Linked DNA regions of Mus musculus: regions 1, 2, 3 and 4 are each linked to region 5. The links are chromatin contacts, called in public promoter capture Hi-C maps. All regions are on one chromosome and are shown on one strand. The core of a region is the stretch at or near the end of the contact, and the rest is flanking DNA. Distances in the headings are between cores, read along the strand shown.

The links. Promoter capture Hi-C pulls out the DNA fragments that hold promoters and counts their contacts. Capture Hi-C pulls out chosen DNA fragments and counts their contacts.
Region 1: a contact with region 5 is called in a promoter capture Hi-C map of hematopoietic stem and progenitor cells. The contact joins the enhancer-like site here to the promoter of Ppp1r42 in region 5. A contact is called at or near these places in 7 of 39 promoter capture datasets (the C10 cell line, cranial neural crest, hematopoietic stem and progenitor cells and 4 more), 2 of 15 datasets of contacts at CTCF or cohesin (large pre-B cells and pro-B cells), 4 of 115 datasets of contacts at active chromatin or transcription factors (the 230-238 cell line, bone marrow-derived macrophages and embryonic stem cells) and 5 of 9 other capture datasets (adipose tissue, embryonic stem cells, liver and 2 more).
Region 2: a promoter capture Hi-C map of hematopoietic stem and progenitor cells shows a contact between it and region 5. The contact joins the enhancer-like site here to the promoter of Ppp1r42 in region 5. A contact is called at or near these places in 4 of 39 promoter capture datasets (the C10 cell line, hematopoietic stem and progenitor cells and liver), 6 of 484 Hi-C or Micro-C datasets (the AML12 cell line, bone marrow-derived DN2 thymocytes, bone marrow-derived dendritic cells and 2 more), 1 of 115 datasets of contacts at active chromatin or transcription factors (embryonic stem cells) and 3 of 9 other capture datasets (adipose tissue, liver and pancreatic islet).
Region 3: a promoter capture Hi-C map of pancreatic islet shows a contact between it and region 5. The contact joins the promoter of Arfgef1 here to the promoter of Ppp1r42 in region 5. A contact is called at or near these places in 2 of 39 promoter capture datasets (pre-B cells and stem cell-derived epiblast-like cells) and 2 of 9 other capture datasets (liver and pancreatic islet).
Region 4: a contact with region 5 is called in a promoter capture Hi-C map of adipose tissue. The contact joins the promoter of Sgk3 here to the promoter of Ppp1r42 in region 5. A contact is called at or near these places in 21 of 39 promoter capture datasets (the 3T3-L1 cell line, 3T3-L1-derived adipocytes, the C10 cell line and 14 more), 1 of 15 datasets of contacts at CTCF or cohesin (large pre-B cells), 11 of 484 Hi-C or Micro-C datasets (the AML12 cell line, the BV-2 cell line, the MNK3 cell line and 7 more), 12 of 115 datasets of contacts at active chromatin or transcription factors (acute myeloid leukemia, astrocytes, bone marrow-derived macrophages and 8 more) and 5 of 9 other capture datasets (adipose tissue, embryonic stem cells, liver and 2 more).

Annotation. Positions count from the first base shown.
Region 1 is chr1:9,824,606-9,827,373 of GRCm38.p6, forward strand. It overlaps Sgk3 (serum/glucocorticoid regulated kinase 3), which reads left to right. Exons shown (of 18, transcript NM_133220.2): 2 at 2,408-2,514. Among named protein-coding and RNA genes, the nearest start is that of Sgk3, 28 kb to the left of the region's middle. Within about 2 kb of position 1,441, at least 23 of the 459 cell types and tissues checked have an H3K27ac peak or open chromatin away from gene starts, as enhancers often do. A contact at or near this core is called in bone marrow-derived macrophages and hematopoietic stem and progenitor cells, where this site is marked.
Region 2 is chr1:9,875,532-9,878,231 of GRCm38.p6, forward strand. Sgk3 (serum/glucocorticoid regulated kinase 3) reads left to right here. Exons shown (of 18, transcript NM_133220.2): 7 at 1,635-1,722. Among named protein-coding and RNA genes, the nearest start is that of Mcmdc2, 32 kb to the right of the region's middle. Within about 2 kb of position 1,445, at least 66 of the 459 cell types and tissues checked have an H3K27ac peak or open chromatin away from gene starts, as enhancers often do. A contact at or near this core is called in adipose tissue, bone marrow-derived dendritic cells and hematopoietic stem and progenitor cells, where this site is marked.
Region 3 is chr1:10,231,215-10,233,945 of GRCm38.p6, forward strand. It overlaps Arfgef1 (ADP-ribosylation factor guanine nucleotide-exchange factor 1(brefeldin A-inhibited)), which reads right to left and starts at 1,456. Exons shown (of 38, transcript NM_001102430.1): 1 at 1,157-1,456. The coding sequence starts at 1,280.
Region 4 is chr1:9,796,847-9,799,546 of GRCm38.p6, forward strand. It overlaps Sgk3 (serum/glucocorticoid regulated kinase 3), which reads left to right and starts at 1,284. Exons shown (of 18, transcript NM_133220.2): 1 at 1,284-1,400.
Region 5 is chr1:10,007,738-10,010,437 of GRCm38.p6, forward strand. It overlaps Ppp1r42 (protein phosphatase 1, regulatory subunit 42), which reads right to left and starts at 1,399. Exons shown (of 9, transcript NM_145692.2): 1 at 1,335-1,399. LOC115487608 (a small nuclear RNA gene) reads right to left here and starts at 2,180; the gene lies at 2,077-2,180.

The DNA of each region.
Region 1 (2,768 bases), core at 191-2,690, 180 kb before region 5:
GTCTTATGATGAAGAGCGTTTCTTTGCAATTATTCTAGAATTCGTGTTCTTGGAATTTTTTTTGACAATTGTATACTTATCATTTGCTTACTTTCCTAGAGAAATAGCTTTTCATAGTTCACAGTAGAAGCTTCGGATTAGTCCTGTAAGTTTCTTTACTGTGCTTTTCTCCCTGGCTGTCGTCTCTTGGCATTTTTGTTCTGTTTCCTGCAAGAGTTCTTCAATTTACCTTCTACAATTCCACCATTCATTTCTAAGAGTTGCTGTTCTCTGTACTTCTTTATTATTCCATTGGTAGAATTCTCCTGTTCTTGTTTCATGAATGCATCTTTTATTTCTATTTGTCTGTCTGTCTCCTTCCTTCCTTCCTTCCTTCCTTCCTTCCTTCCTTCCTTCCTTCCTTCCTTCCTTCCTTTTGTTTCTCAAGATAGAGTTTCTCACTTTTAGTTCTGGTGTCCTGGAACTCACCCTGTAGACCAGGCTGGTCTTAAATTTACAGAGACCTGCCTGCCTCCCGAGTGCTCGGATTACAGGCATACATTTTGTGAGTCTGTATGGTTGTGCAGGACCATGCTAATCCTCACTGTGTGAGTTCAATTTTTGTACATGTGCTACTTAAGCAAGCCAAGCTTTTCTAATTCTTAAGATAAAAACTAGCCGGGCGGGGTGGCCCACGCCTTTAATCCCAGCACTCGAGAGGCAGAGGCAGGCGGATTTCTGAGTTCGAGGCCAGCCTAGTCTACAGAGTGAGTTCCAGGACAGCCAAGGGCTATACAGAGACACCCTGTCTTGGAAAGAAAAAAAAAAAAGATAAAAACTTTTAGGGACCATGAATTAAATAGTAAAGTGTTCACTGCTTGTGGAGACCTGAGTTCAGATCCCTTGCTCAAGGTAAAAAAGTGGGGCCACGTGCTACACCTTGTAATCCTAGCACTGGGGAAGCAAAAGCTGGCAAATCCTGGGGCTTCCTGGCCACCAGCCTAGCCTGCTCCTCAAGGCCCAGGACTTGATTGACCACCAGGTCTTAAAAACCTGAGAAACACTACCCCAACACACACACACACACACACACACACACACACTAGTGCACTTGTACACACAAACAACTCTTTGTCTTCTAGCATTGTTTCTTATTTATGTTTTAGGCCCCTAGTCATCAGGGGGAAGTGGGATTGGCTGAGGCTGAGAATGGATTGGGTGGGGATGTGAGCTGGGAATGGATTGGGTGGAATGGATTGGGTGGGGGTGTGAGCTGGGAATGGATTGGGTGGAATGGATTGGGTGGGGGTGTGAGCTGGGAATGGATTGGGTGGAATGGATTGGGTGGAATGGATTGGGTGGAATGGATTGGGTGGGGGTTCGAGCATGTGTGCACAGGAGATGAACTGGAACCTGTAGCTGTTTGATTCAGCAAAATTGAGAGGCCTTGTGGTAACCGGAAGTTGAGTCATAGTAGAGACTTATTGAAGTGGAAGTGTCCCAGAAAACCCATGGTTGTTCTGTGGTTGATGAACGGCACGAATCATTTGGGAATTGATTAGAGAAAAACTCATTTTTCCTTATGTGGAACTGGATCTGCACAGACAAATGGATTGCACTTCCATGTAGCTAGTAAACTCAAAAACATATTCAAAGAAATTTCAAGGCTTACCTAGCCTCTTTTAAAAAATACATTCAACTGTAAATAAAGCTTTTAAGATAAAAAAATGGATTTGTTGATTTTATTTTCGTGTGTGAGCATTTGCTTGTGTGTACATGTGCACCATGGGTATTCCTGGTGCCCACAGAGGTCAGAAGAGGGTGCCAGATCCATTGCGACTGTAGTTAAGGATGGTTGTAAGCCACCATGTGGGTATTGGAAGTGGCACCCAAGTCCCTCTAAAAGGCAGTAAGTGCGTTCATTGCTGAGCCATCTGCAGCCCTACATTGTCTCCCATCTTTATTCTAGTTTGTTTATTTCATTTATTGCTAGTGGTCTGGCTTTTTTTTTTTTTTTTTTTTTTTCGAGACAGGGTTTCTCTGTATAGCCCTGGCTGTCCTGGAACTCGCTTTGTAGACCAGGCTGGCCTTGAACTCAGAAATCCGCCTGCCTCTGCCTCCCAAGTGCTGGGATCAAAGGCGTGCTCCATCACTGCCGGGCTTAAGCTTTGATTCTTAAGACAGAGTTTGACTGTGTCGCTCTGTAGACTAGACTGGCCTCAAACTTGCTGAGATCTGCCTGCTGCAATTAAAGGCATATAACACCATGCCCAGTCTTTTATATTATATTTTGAGAAAGGCTCTTTCTACTTAGCCCAGGTTGGCCTGTGATTTATAACCTTCCTACCTCCATCTCTCAACTTCTGGAATTTACAGGTGCCTACCACCAGCATGGTTGTCAGTAGAAATTTCTCTTTCTTTTTCCCAGTGCTGGAGACTGAATTCAGGGCTTCACAGGAGTGAATAAGCACTGTGCCAGTGAGCTTTGTTGCCAGTCCTGGAACACTGTTCTTCACCGGCAGGAGAGTGGAAGGGGTGAGTTACTCTAGATTTCACCTCTACCCTGTACCTTTCCTGCCTACCATCAACTTCCTGTTTCAGATAACACTGCCGTATGCCTTTGTGTAATACGCTATGTTACTTTAAAAAAATTATTATTAATTATTATTGTAAGTGTACGGGTGTTTTGACTACATATATTTCTGTGCACCACATGCATGACTGGTGTCTACAGAGGCCAGAAGTAGGCATCAGATCCTCTGAAACTGGAGTTACAGATGGTTGTGAGC
Region 2 (2,700 bases), core at 195-2,694, 130 kb before region 5:
AGGAAGTCTCGCTCTTGCTCCTTCTCCTGCTTGCTGTGTGGGACTGAGTAACTGCTAGATCCTTGGACTTCCATTCACAGCTGCGACTGAATCATTGTTGGGAATTGGGCTGCCGACTGTAAGTCATCAATAAATTACTATCTAGAGACTATCCATAAGTTCTGTGACTCTAGGGAACCCTGACTAATACATCTACTAATGGACATTTTGCGTTAATAGAAATTCAGTCTTCGTGCTTTCCATTTGAACATCAAACTATTGGTGTGCCTCAGGGAGCTACATTTACAGACTTCACGGAAAATTTCTTGGTCTGAGTTAAAAAACAAAATAACTTTGACATAAAATGTACCTGTTACGGCTGATTGCCAGGGACCCAGCCTATGCCAGTGTGTGCTTTGCCAGCAGGGTGACTTAAGTCCTAAAGCTATCTAGCTGTGGTTAGTGTTAAAAGCTAACAAGGGACATAATTTCACTGCTACTATGTACTAACGTGACCAACATTATCATTAATTAACGTCAGAACAAGGTATTACCACTTGCTCATCAGAATGGCTAAAACTGAGACTAAGCATACAAAGTGGTGGCCAGATGAGCAATGTCATTTCCTGTATTGATCCTGGAAATACAAACTGCTACAACCACCTTGGAAAGTCACATGGCTATGCCTTGGAGTTAAGCAAGCATCCCACAACCCAGAGAATCTTTAGATGTTCATAAAAACTAGGAGAGTAAAACTTGGTATAGCATTTCTAGAAGTAATCAGAGTATAGCTAAAATGTTAACATGGTTTATTATCCAGAGTAAATAATTTTTGTTCTGTTCTGTTTTGGTTTTGAGACAGGGTTTCTCAGTGTATCTCTGGCAGTTCTGGAACTCACTCTGTAGACCAGACTGACCTTCAGCTCAGATCTACCTGCCTCTGTTTCCTGTGTGCTGGGATTAAACAGAATGCCTGGCCCCAAATTAAGTGGTTTTGGTTTTGGGGGCGGGGGGAGGCTTGCTAGATGATTCCATGGATGAAGGAGTTTGCCAAGCAAGGCCGCCTGAACTCTATCCTCAGAACGCACAGAAAGGTAGAAGGCTTCTGGCTTTCATCCCTGCACCATAGGCGCACACTCCCTCCACATGTGCAAATAATAAAACTTTAAAATGTTTAAGTGTGTCTTGCGAGTCCTAATGAAGCCATGGTTCTAAACCCAAGGTGTCCCCCATGGCTGAAACTTACAAAGGCAGTGTCTACATCTGAGGAAAATGTATTCCTGGTTTCTCCAAGCCAGCCTGCTTTTCAGGAGAGGCACATTCTCCAGCAGTAGCACATGAGTGTGACCCTTCCTGCTCTGGGCATCCTTTTCTCCATCTGACTTTGCTGTTAATGGATGTGAAGTGAATCTGTTTCAGTTTCCATTTTGGATTTCCCCTAGTGTGAACCATCTGTTTATAACTCTGCCTGCTCCTCTGTTGGGTTTCCTCTTTTTAAAAGCAGAGCTTCTTCATTCCTATTACAATAGTGAATAATATACTTTGTAGTTTTCCTGCTGCAAATGCTAATATGGTGGTTTCTGTTTCTGTTCCTTTTTAAGGGGACACAAGCTGTTAATATGCTGTCAGAGTAATAAATTAATCTTTGCTTTCAGTCCAGATGTCCGAGCATTCCTTCAAATGGACAGCCCAAGACATCAGTCAGATCCATCTGAAGATGAGGATGAAAGAAGTACTTCGAAGGTAGCAGGGGCGCCGTGCTTGACACTCACAGCCTCAGTGATGTGTTTAACTCAGACATGTGGTCTTACTTCAGAGCAGCATTAATGCAGAAACAAGGGATCGTGTCTGCACTAGGTTGTCTACACTGTATCATACCTAAAAACAATGACACCATTTACACACTACTACTCACCCCTCCTTTTTCTTTCCATGTGCATTGTGTGTGCTGTTGTATGGTGCATACATGTGGACATACATGTGGAAGAACATGTGAATGGAGGTCTGAGGTTGATATTGGCACATTTTACTCAATGAAGCAGGACCTGATAGTCAAACATATACCCCACCAACATGGCTGGTCTTGCCAGGCAGCTAGCTTGCTTTGGGGAGTCCTGTCCCCACCCTTGAGGCTGGAATTACAGGCCAGCTGCCGTGCCTACCTGGCATTTATGTGGGTTCTGTGGATCCAAACTGGTCCTCTTGCTTGTGTGCCAAGTGCTTTAACTACTGAGCCCTGATCACTGTCTCTATGTATAAAATACATAGAACTTGTACTTTGAAGTAAAAAGCATAATGCAGGTTGTTCTTAATATTGAAATTAAGTAGAATAAGCTTATTTTTGGAAGTTACTTTTAATATTCACTTTTGGGTCATGTAAGAAAGAAAAAATAAAAATGTAAATCAGGGTATTATATGTAATAATTAGAACTACAGTAGTACTGTGTCACCTGGAAATTATAAGTCTGAAGTAGATTTCAGTAAAAATATGGTAATCTTACATGGAATGTGATTATATTGCTGTAGAGGTGTGTGTGCCACATATACATAAGTTATTTATTTTCTTGAATATATAAAGAACTTCAAAGTGGATTTGTGGGAAGCGAATTTCACTTATAGTTGGCTTTTGAGAAAGTGTCTACTGTGGGGTGGGTTTGAAGCTCAGGGGCAGAATACTTGCCCAGAGGCCCTGCTTTAATCCTTTGTAACCCAAGAGGAAAC
Region 3 (2,731 bases), core at 206-2,705, 220 kb after region 5:
GAGAAAAAAAGGAGGAAGGGCGGCTGTAACATTTGGAGTAAGTTAAATGGTAGTCTTAAGTCAAAACTTAAATGCAAAATTGTCTCTAACCTATCTGGACCCCTTACTTTAGCATAAAGTTAGTTTGTCCCCTTTCAAAAATGTTTTTCAAAAATCACTTTTAACCATTTTCATTTCTTGCAAAGTTGAGCTGCTCTGGTCCAGGGCTATAAACAAAAGGGTAAGCATCACAAATTTATCTGTGTTAAATGTTCTGGCTTCTCCCTTAACAATTCTCTTATTGATGGATGCACTAGACCTACCAAACCTACCGCAAACAAATCGTTATCTGCCTACAATGGTTTTATAGGTATTGTTTGGGATTTGCCCTGCTGTGGCTTCATTACACTAGACCTCTTCTGTCTGAACTATAAATCACAACTGAAGCTTGAGAACAGCTGCCACTGTCCAGACATGTGGCTGGTGGGTGTCATTGTCTTTCTCTTTTCTCTCATTTCACACACACCCCTTTCTGTGTTACCTAAAGTCAATTTATCTAAAGGTTCTTTCCTTCCACATTTCCACACAGACACGGCCACCGCCACCCCCTTAACCTCTAGTCTTGTTCTTCCAGGTCAGCCCAGTAGGTTACATTACTACTCTTTTTTCCTGTAGCTGGGGCAGAGAGATGGCAAACTCGAGGCACCTTTTGCAACCCCCTTTCTCGAGACTGTCAACGAGGGAACAACTTCAACCTTTCTTCCCAAAGTACCACGCCAAATCATAAAGTTATTGTAATTGCAATACGGAACCCTCCCCCACGCTCAGTCTCGTCAGATCGGCCCCACCTCAATTTCTAAGCTAATAAACAACAGCTCATCTTCTGCTCCATCACAAAGGATGACATTCTGTCCGCACCGCAGGGGCCACCAACAACCCTCCCCCCATCCCGTCCTGTGGACCACTCGAAGCCAGGTGCCTCGCGATCCGTAACCATCTCGAGTTCCAGGGGCCCCGGCTGGCCGCCTATCCTCCTCCACTCAGCCGGTGCCCCGCGTCCAGCCGAGTTGCTGTCAACTCCAGTCGGGCGGCCAGCAGGGCTCCCCGGACGAGCCGCCCGCCACGCCGCCCACCTCTCGCGGCCGGCACCCCGCGCCGCGGCCTCCTCCGGGCTCACCTAGGGCCACCTCGCACGCTTTGCGCAGCTGGGAGTGATGCGCCTTCTTCACTTCCTTGTCGGCCAGAATCTTCTCCAGGGCCCGGGTCAGGAACATGTTCTTCGTCTTCTTGCCCTCATACATGGACGCGGAGGAGGCGGCGGCGGCGGCGGTCCCGGCGGCTGGAGGGAAGGCGGAGGAGGGGGACGGGGACCGGGATGAGGACGGGGAGGGAGAAAGGCGAGGAGGTGGCGGTGGGGGCGAGGAGGCGTGGAGGGCAGCGGCGGCACCAGGAAGCGGCCGGCGACGCGGAGCGGCCGCGGGGCCGCCAAGGGCGTCGAAAGCCTCGCCACGCTCGAGGGGCCGCCGTTCGAGGGCCGCGCCCGTCCGGCCTCGGCGCCGTCGGCCCGGGGGTCGCTTCCCGGCCGCCCGCCTCACTCGTCCCTACGGCCCGGCGGCGGCGGCACTCGGCCCGGGCGGCCGTCTTCCCGGGGCCGAGGGCCTAGGTGGCGGCGCCTCACACTGCCAGCAGGCGCGAGGCTGCCCTAGCTACCGTGGGGACCAGCATCCGCCGCAGCCGCCGACTGGCCTCCATCACCGCCGACCTGCCCCGGACGCCATGTTGAGAGGAAACGACGCGTCACGCAGCGGCCGAACGGCTGCGGAGAGGAAGCGGCGGCGGCGGCGGTGCCAGCGCCAGCCCAGAGCTGCCGCGGCGCCGAGAGGCAAGGGGCGGAGGGCGGCGCGGGAGGAGCGGCCGGAGCTGCAACTCTACGGCGGCCCGGCGGGGACTCGCCGCCTCCCGCGTTCGCCTGCAGGGCAGCGTGGGGCGTGGCGGGCGTCCTGCTGCGCGGCACGGCGTGGCGCGGGGCTTCTGCTCTTGCGGGCTACTGGGATGCGTGATCGGAGCACAGGGGCGCTCCCAAGGCCGGGACGACAGGACCCCTGCCTACCGTGCACGGGCTTCCCCAACTTTCTGGACAGCCGGTCGCCGGGGAGCAAAGTTCCTCGCGGTCCTAGGGCCACAGGAACACCCGCGTCGCTCCCTCAGGCGCACCTGGTTTCCGCCTGCCACACGGGGTCTAAATTTCCTTCTCAGGTGTAGGAAATTGCTATCCTTGACCGATACTTTCAATTACTTCAAGATGGATCTCTTTTGCAAAACGTAAGCTAAAAACCACTGGGCGAAGATTCAGGAATATTTTCACTTTTTAAATCTCTCAATAGGGTAAATCAGTAAACCCTAGGTTTCATGCCCTTTTCTGATTGACACTGAAGTTAAGGTGAGTGCTTCTGACTCAGGTACCGCACAGAGCCCTCCCGTTCTCTACCTTTAATCCGGAGTTTTCAGAATGGAAAAGCTTTAAGAACAGATACTCCTGACCATACTGTGCCTGCTTTAATGCCACAGAACTCAAATTTCCGCATTGCTTCTGAGAGAAAACGTTAAGAATCCCATGAAATAAATGCAGCCGGTTTACAGGGGGTTCCATGCTATTGCGTGTCTCCAGCAACATGGGATCCCGGTTAGGATACAGCTTTTGCTTTCTTTTCCTTAGAGTGTGTTAGCTGTGGATTTATATTAATGCAGCAAT
Region 4 (2,700 bases), core at 34-2,533, 210 kb before region 5:
TCATTCCCTTAGTGTTTATTGACATAAAATTTCCTTTTGTCCAAGAGCATTTCTTCAGTATTATGAATATGGCTTTAATTAGCAGATACACTGATCACTTGTTTTTTTGTCACAGAGAAGATGTGTGCTTTATTGTGTGTATTGCTTTGTAAGCAGATCATAGTGGAACATATAAATGACTGCTGCAATATGTTGGGCTCTATGAACTGTATTTTCTTGTCCATTTCCCAAAGCCATGGAGAATCGCTGTTAAGAAAGTCCTGTGAGAATAATAGGTTTCACAGTATAAAAGAATTTGGGTTCACAACCTATTTTAAGGACAAGGCCATATTGCAGCATGGATAGTACAAATAACTTTTCTTACATTTATTCATGAGGCTAAATCTTCTGAGTATCGTTCTAAAATATAAAGAGTTCTTTGAATTTACGGAACTCACTCATTCATCTCAGTTCCTCTATTTGTTCATAGATTTGTGGCAAATTTTCTGGAACCATATGATTCAAAGGGTAGATTAATGTAAAATATGAAGCATGCCATGCAGACAGAAATCCTTTAAACAGTTGTGTGGGTCTACTTTCACGTGGTATCAGATAAAACCTAAACTACAGTGGTGGTGTGGCTCTCTAGTTCAAAATTTTAACTCTACTCCACAACCATTGAATCGTGTAATTCTTAGTTCCCCATTCACAGAACGGGTTTTTAAAAACGCAGCTTCTGTAGTTAAATGGACAAGCACCAGCAGTAGAGTGTGTTGGGTAGTTTAAAAATAACAAACAAAAATAATCCATAGATCTAAAATGATCAAGAGAAACGCATATTATCTGTACATAGCATCTATCTGCCAATTTGTGAGAGCCCTCGCTCATCCATAAACACTGGTCAAAAAAAAAAAAAAAAATCAATCTGCTGACGTGGGAAAAAGTGTAGAAAACTGCCCAGAAAAAGCTAAAGGAAGCACAGTGGGCTCTCCAGATCGTCCGAATACTTATTTGGCTTCTGCAGCGTCCAGCTTGCAGGAAGCCGCAGCCCCCAGCCCTCTGCCACCGCCCGGGTCCGCTCTGCCGCCCGGGCTCCCGAGTGGGCCAAGGTCACCCTCGCCGCGGACCTCGCGCATCCCGTCAGCTGAGCGCAGGAGTCCGGCGGCGTCTCCTCCTGAACTTTGCACCCCGCGTGACGGGCGAGCGCGGGTAGCCGAGCGGTCCCGCCATCCGCGCGGGTCCCGGCCGACCCCGCCGTCCCCTCGCGCCGCCCGCCCGCCCGCCCGCCGCCCGGCGCTTCGCGGGAGGAGCCGCCGTGACGCGTCAGGGAGGAAACGCCGGCGCCCGGCCGCGCCGCCGGGAAGAAGAAACTGCCAGCGCTCTGGGCTCCGCGCCCGGGCGCCCGGACGCCGCACAGCCGGGTAGGTGCGGGGCGGGTGCGCCGGTCTGCGTGCCGGGGTCCCGGCCGGGCTCTCTCGGGCGCCGGGGTCCCGCCGCGGCCCGGCGCGGTCTTTGTGTGCTCCGGGAGAGCTCAGCGCCGTGGCGTGGGGCTCCCTCGCGCGGGGGAGCGCGGGCGGCTCGCCCGGCCCCCCGAGCGGGGCAGCGGGTGGCGAGGACCCGGGAGCCCACCTGACGCGGGATGGGGTTCTGCGCGGACCCGCCGGGGCGACGGTGTGAAGTGGTCGGCAGGGCTAGATCGCGTCGCCACTCTTTTTCAAGTTCTCAGACTCGAACCCTTCGGTCTGTTTTCGCTCGGTCGATTCTCACGGTTCAAGCACCGACGAATGCCGCCTTAAAGCGCGCTGAGGTTTTCGGTTCTAGGGCGCGCTTAGGGATGGTTCTTTGGACCGGTAGAAAAGAGAAGGGATTCGCCTCTTGAAACAAAGGTCTTTGACTTAATGTTGCACCGAATGCCTGGTTGAACTGCAGTTCTGCAGGCAGAGACTATGCTGGATGCACTTAGGATTCGAGAATAAACACAGAAGAAGAAAGAGAGAGAGAGAGAGGGGGAGAGAGAGAGAGAGAGAGAGAGAGAAAGAGAGAGGAAAACAAAACAACAAAACCCCAAAAACGCCTCTTGGGTAGAGTCTTGCCCTTCTCACTAGATTGTTTACCTAACAGGCCTGGAAAGTGCCTGCTTTATTTAGCAAACACAGCTCATACTATGAACTGCTCTGTTTCCTAAGTGCTTTATAAATATTACCTCAAATTCTTAACTCAAAATGATAAGTTATTTGTGGTTGTAGCCACGAAGAGGCCATGCATACTCTAGTTCCCCAATGTTATAGAAAGAGCTGGAAACATTAGAGGAAGTTTCAGACATATTTTAGGAATGGGTGTGCCTTCTGCCCCCTTAGGCTACCACTCCCTTAAGGCAAGTTCTTACCCTTCATTCCCCGTAGGATTCAGGCGTGGAGAGATGGGACCTGTTGCTGGCAGGTCTCAGGCCAGATCCCATGTAACTTCAGAAAGGTGGACTCTCTGATTCCAAGTCTGACAACTCAGACATCAGAAGTTCCCTTTCTTTACACTGCCACTGGACTGAACCTAGTTTTGTTTTTATAGGGAGCTTTGTTTTCAATATGTTTGACAATTTATATGACGTGGCTCAGATGGGAGCATCAGATTAAACTTGAACTGTGAAACAGAACCCTTTTTGTTTGTAGACATTACCATTAACAGTTTGGTAATTTTTTTTTTTGCGGTTGGTTGTTGCTGGCA
Region 5 (2,700 bases), core at 149-2,648:
TTGTTTTTAACAGTGAAAACGTTTTTTGTTTTCCTTGAATAGGAAAGGGCTTTTAACAAGGGAAGCAGTCAGCAGACAGGCAGGTAGGCAGAACAGTGGGCAGGCAACCTGCTGTGATTTCAAGTGTCTTTAACTTAAAATAGTCAATGTGCCAGAGCAGCATATTTGAGAGTGGTTTTTTTGTTGTTGTTTTGAGACAGGGTTTCTTTGTATAGCCCTGGCTGTCCTGGAACTCATTTTGTAGACCAGGCTGACCTCGAACTCAGAAATCCGCCTGCCTCTGCCTCCCGAGTGCTGGGATTAAAGGCGTGCGCCACCACCGCCCGGCAAGAGAGTAGTATATTTTTAATTATTTCACCACAGATGAATTCTGTATAAAAACTGGTGCCTCTGTAAAGAAAGGAGGCAGCTGAGCTGGTGGCACTCATATAACCCCAGAATTTAGGAGGTAGAAGAAGGAAGTTCAAGGGCAGCTTTGGCTACAAGTGAGTATTAGGGTATTTTGGGCTACATGAGACTTTTTGGAAAAGAAGAGACAAGCTGAAAATATTTTTAAATCAAGAGAAGGCCAAGGAATGTAATCAGTAAGCTATAGGAAAAATACCCAGGGGTTTGAATGTGGAAAGGGAGAGACTCACCATAACCCACAACATAAAATATTAAATAATAAACTGCTTGGGAGTTCATGAAAATTGTTTTGTCAAAACACCACCATTCTTTTCATCAAGAAAGCACCAACTCTAACTTTACTGTAGTGTAGTTTCATTGTTTTAGAGAAATAATAAGCCCCAGAGGGCTTAAACTGCACTTAGTTGAACTTGTGTACATTTTAGAACATTATAATAAAAGCAATAAGGTCAACACTTGTAGGAGTGTCCTTGATTTTCTCAGAAGAGAAGTCATTTTCCATAATATCTCCTATTGGATACAACTGCTGGGACTCATCTTCCCAGAAACCAGAGGGAAAGGCTCTGGGAATGGGTCCTCTGCTGATTATCACCTCTAGGCTCCTTGCAGACTGGGTAGGACAGACAGTTTCAGAGTTTGGTTTCTACCTACATTTCTTCTTAGGCCTTAGCTCAGTGGCTTCCAGATTCTCTAAGTGGGGCTTCAGCCCTCCAGACTTTTCAAAGCCTGGGCCCCGCTCCCTCGCCCCCTCCACCCTCCGGCTTCTAGAGAGCTTCCAGCCTTGCCTGCTGGTCCGAACTAGTCTTCTAAAGTGTGTCTGCTATTCTAGCTGTTTAGGGACAGGGCTCAGGGACCTGCACTTTAACCGGTATTAAGAGTCTGCGTGCACGAACATTCCTGGCTAGGCTTTTCGGGGGGCTTCTCACCGCTCTGTCCAGTCGGGTCTGTAACTGGTTTGGTCAGTGTCCTTGTGCCAGGCTCCTCCAAAGCCAGCGGCGGTTGCCAGGCGACCAAATGCTCCAAACGCCCAGGCAGATTAAGTCTCGTGACGTCAGGGAAGCCCGCAGGGCCCGCCTTGAGTCTGGCTCTTTGTGACAGGGACGCCAGAGAGTTGGTGTTGTGCACTGGTGGTCCCGAAAAAGACCAGTTAGTTTGGGCAGAATAAGATTTGCAGGCTATCGTTTCCCTCTCCATCACCTTTGATTATTTTAGTGTCCGGTAACCACACCTGCCCCTGTATAGACCCAAAGGAATAGCCTGTAGGTACAGCCAGAACTCCACATTCATTGCTAGGATAAAACCCAAACTTGGGTTGATAGTCACGGCACTCCTCGCAGCTTGCCGCTTCCTGTCTTATTCAGGATTCTCGGGTTCCGATATGCTCTGTTCCATTCTCCAGCTTTTGGGGTATCAATAGCACGTTTTCTTTCCTCTTTTGTTTTGTTTTTGTTTTTGTTGTCTTTTGAGACAGGGTTTTTCTGTGTAGCTCTGTCTGTCCTGGAACTTGGGCTGACCTCGAACTCTGACATCAATCCACTACCTCTGTTAGGATGAAAGGCACGAGCCACTGCCATCTGTTTTTTGTTTGTTTGTTTGTTTTTAGTTTATTCATCCCACTCACCATCACCGCCGCCGCCACCACCACCTGCCCCGCACGCTCCCAGTCACAAAAATATGGAATGTTTCACAAATTTGTGTGTCATATTTGTGCAGAGGCCGTGCAAATCTCTGTATTGTTCCACTTTTAGTACATATGCTGCCGAAGTGATCACCCCTCTTACGTTTTATTCCCTCTTTATCTCAGCTTAGATCAGGGTAAACTTTCAGAAAGCCTTACTGTTGCATTTTGTTAGTTTCTGTTTTCCTCAACAACTAATATGAAGTTCTTTAGCATAACAAGGATCTGCCTTTGTAAAAGAAAAAGAAAGAAAGAGCGAAAGAAAGAAAAGAACTGAGGACAGCATTCTTTTCTCTCACCATTGTCAGTGGGTAGGCAAATGCTGTGTATACCTAATGCGGTGTATACCAGTACTTGCTTGACAAATGTTTGTAAAATAAATAACAGGAATGAAAGATAAGAAGGACAACACTTAGTACAAGAAACCATCATTCACAGTGAAAAGGACTCTCGGGATATAGTGCATACCTTTAATCTCAGCGCTATGGAGGCAGAGGCAGGTGGATCTTTGTGAGTCTATAAACAGCCAGGGCTGAACCTCAACTTGAAAATCCATTTAAAAACAAAACAAAACAAACCCCCAACTCATTGTTGAAACCAGTTGTGGTGAGGGA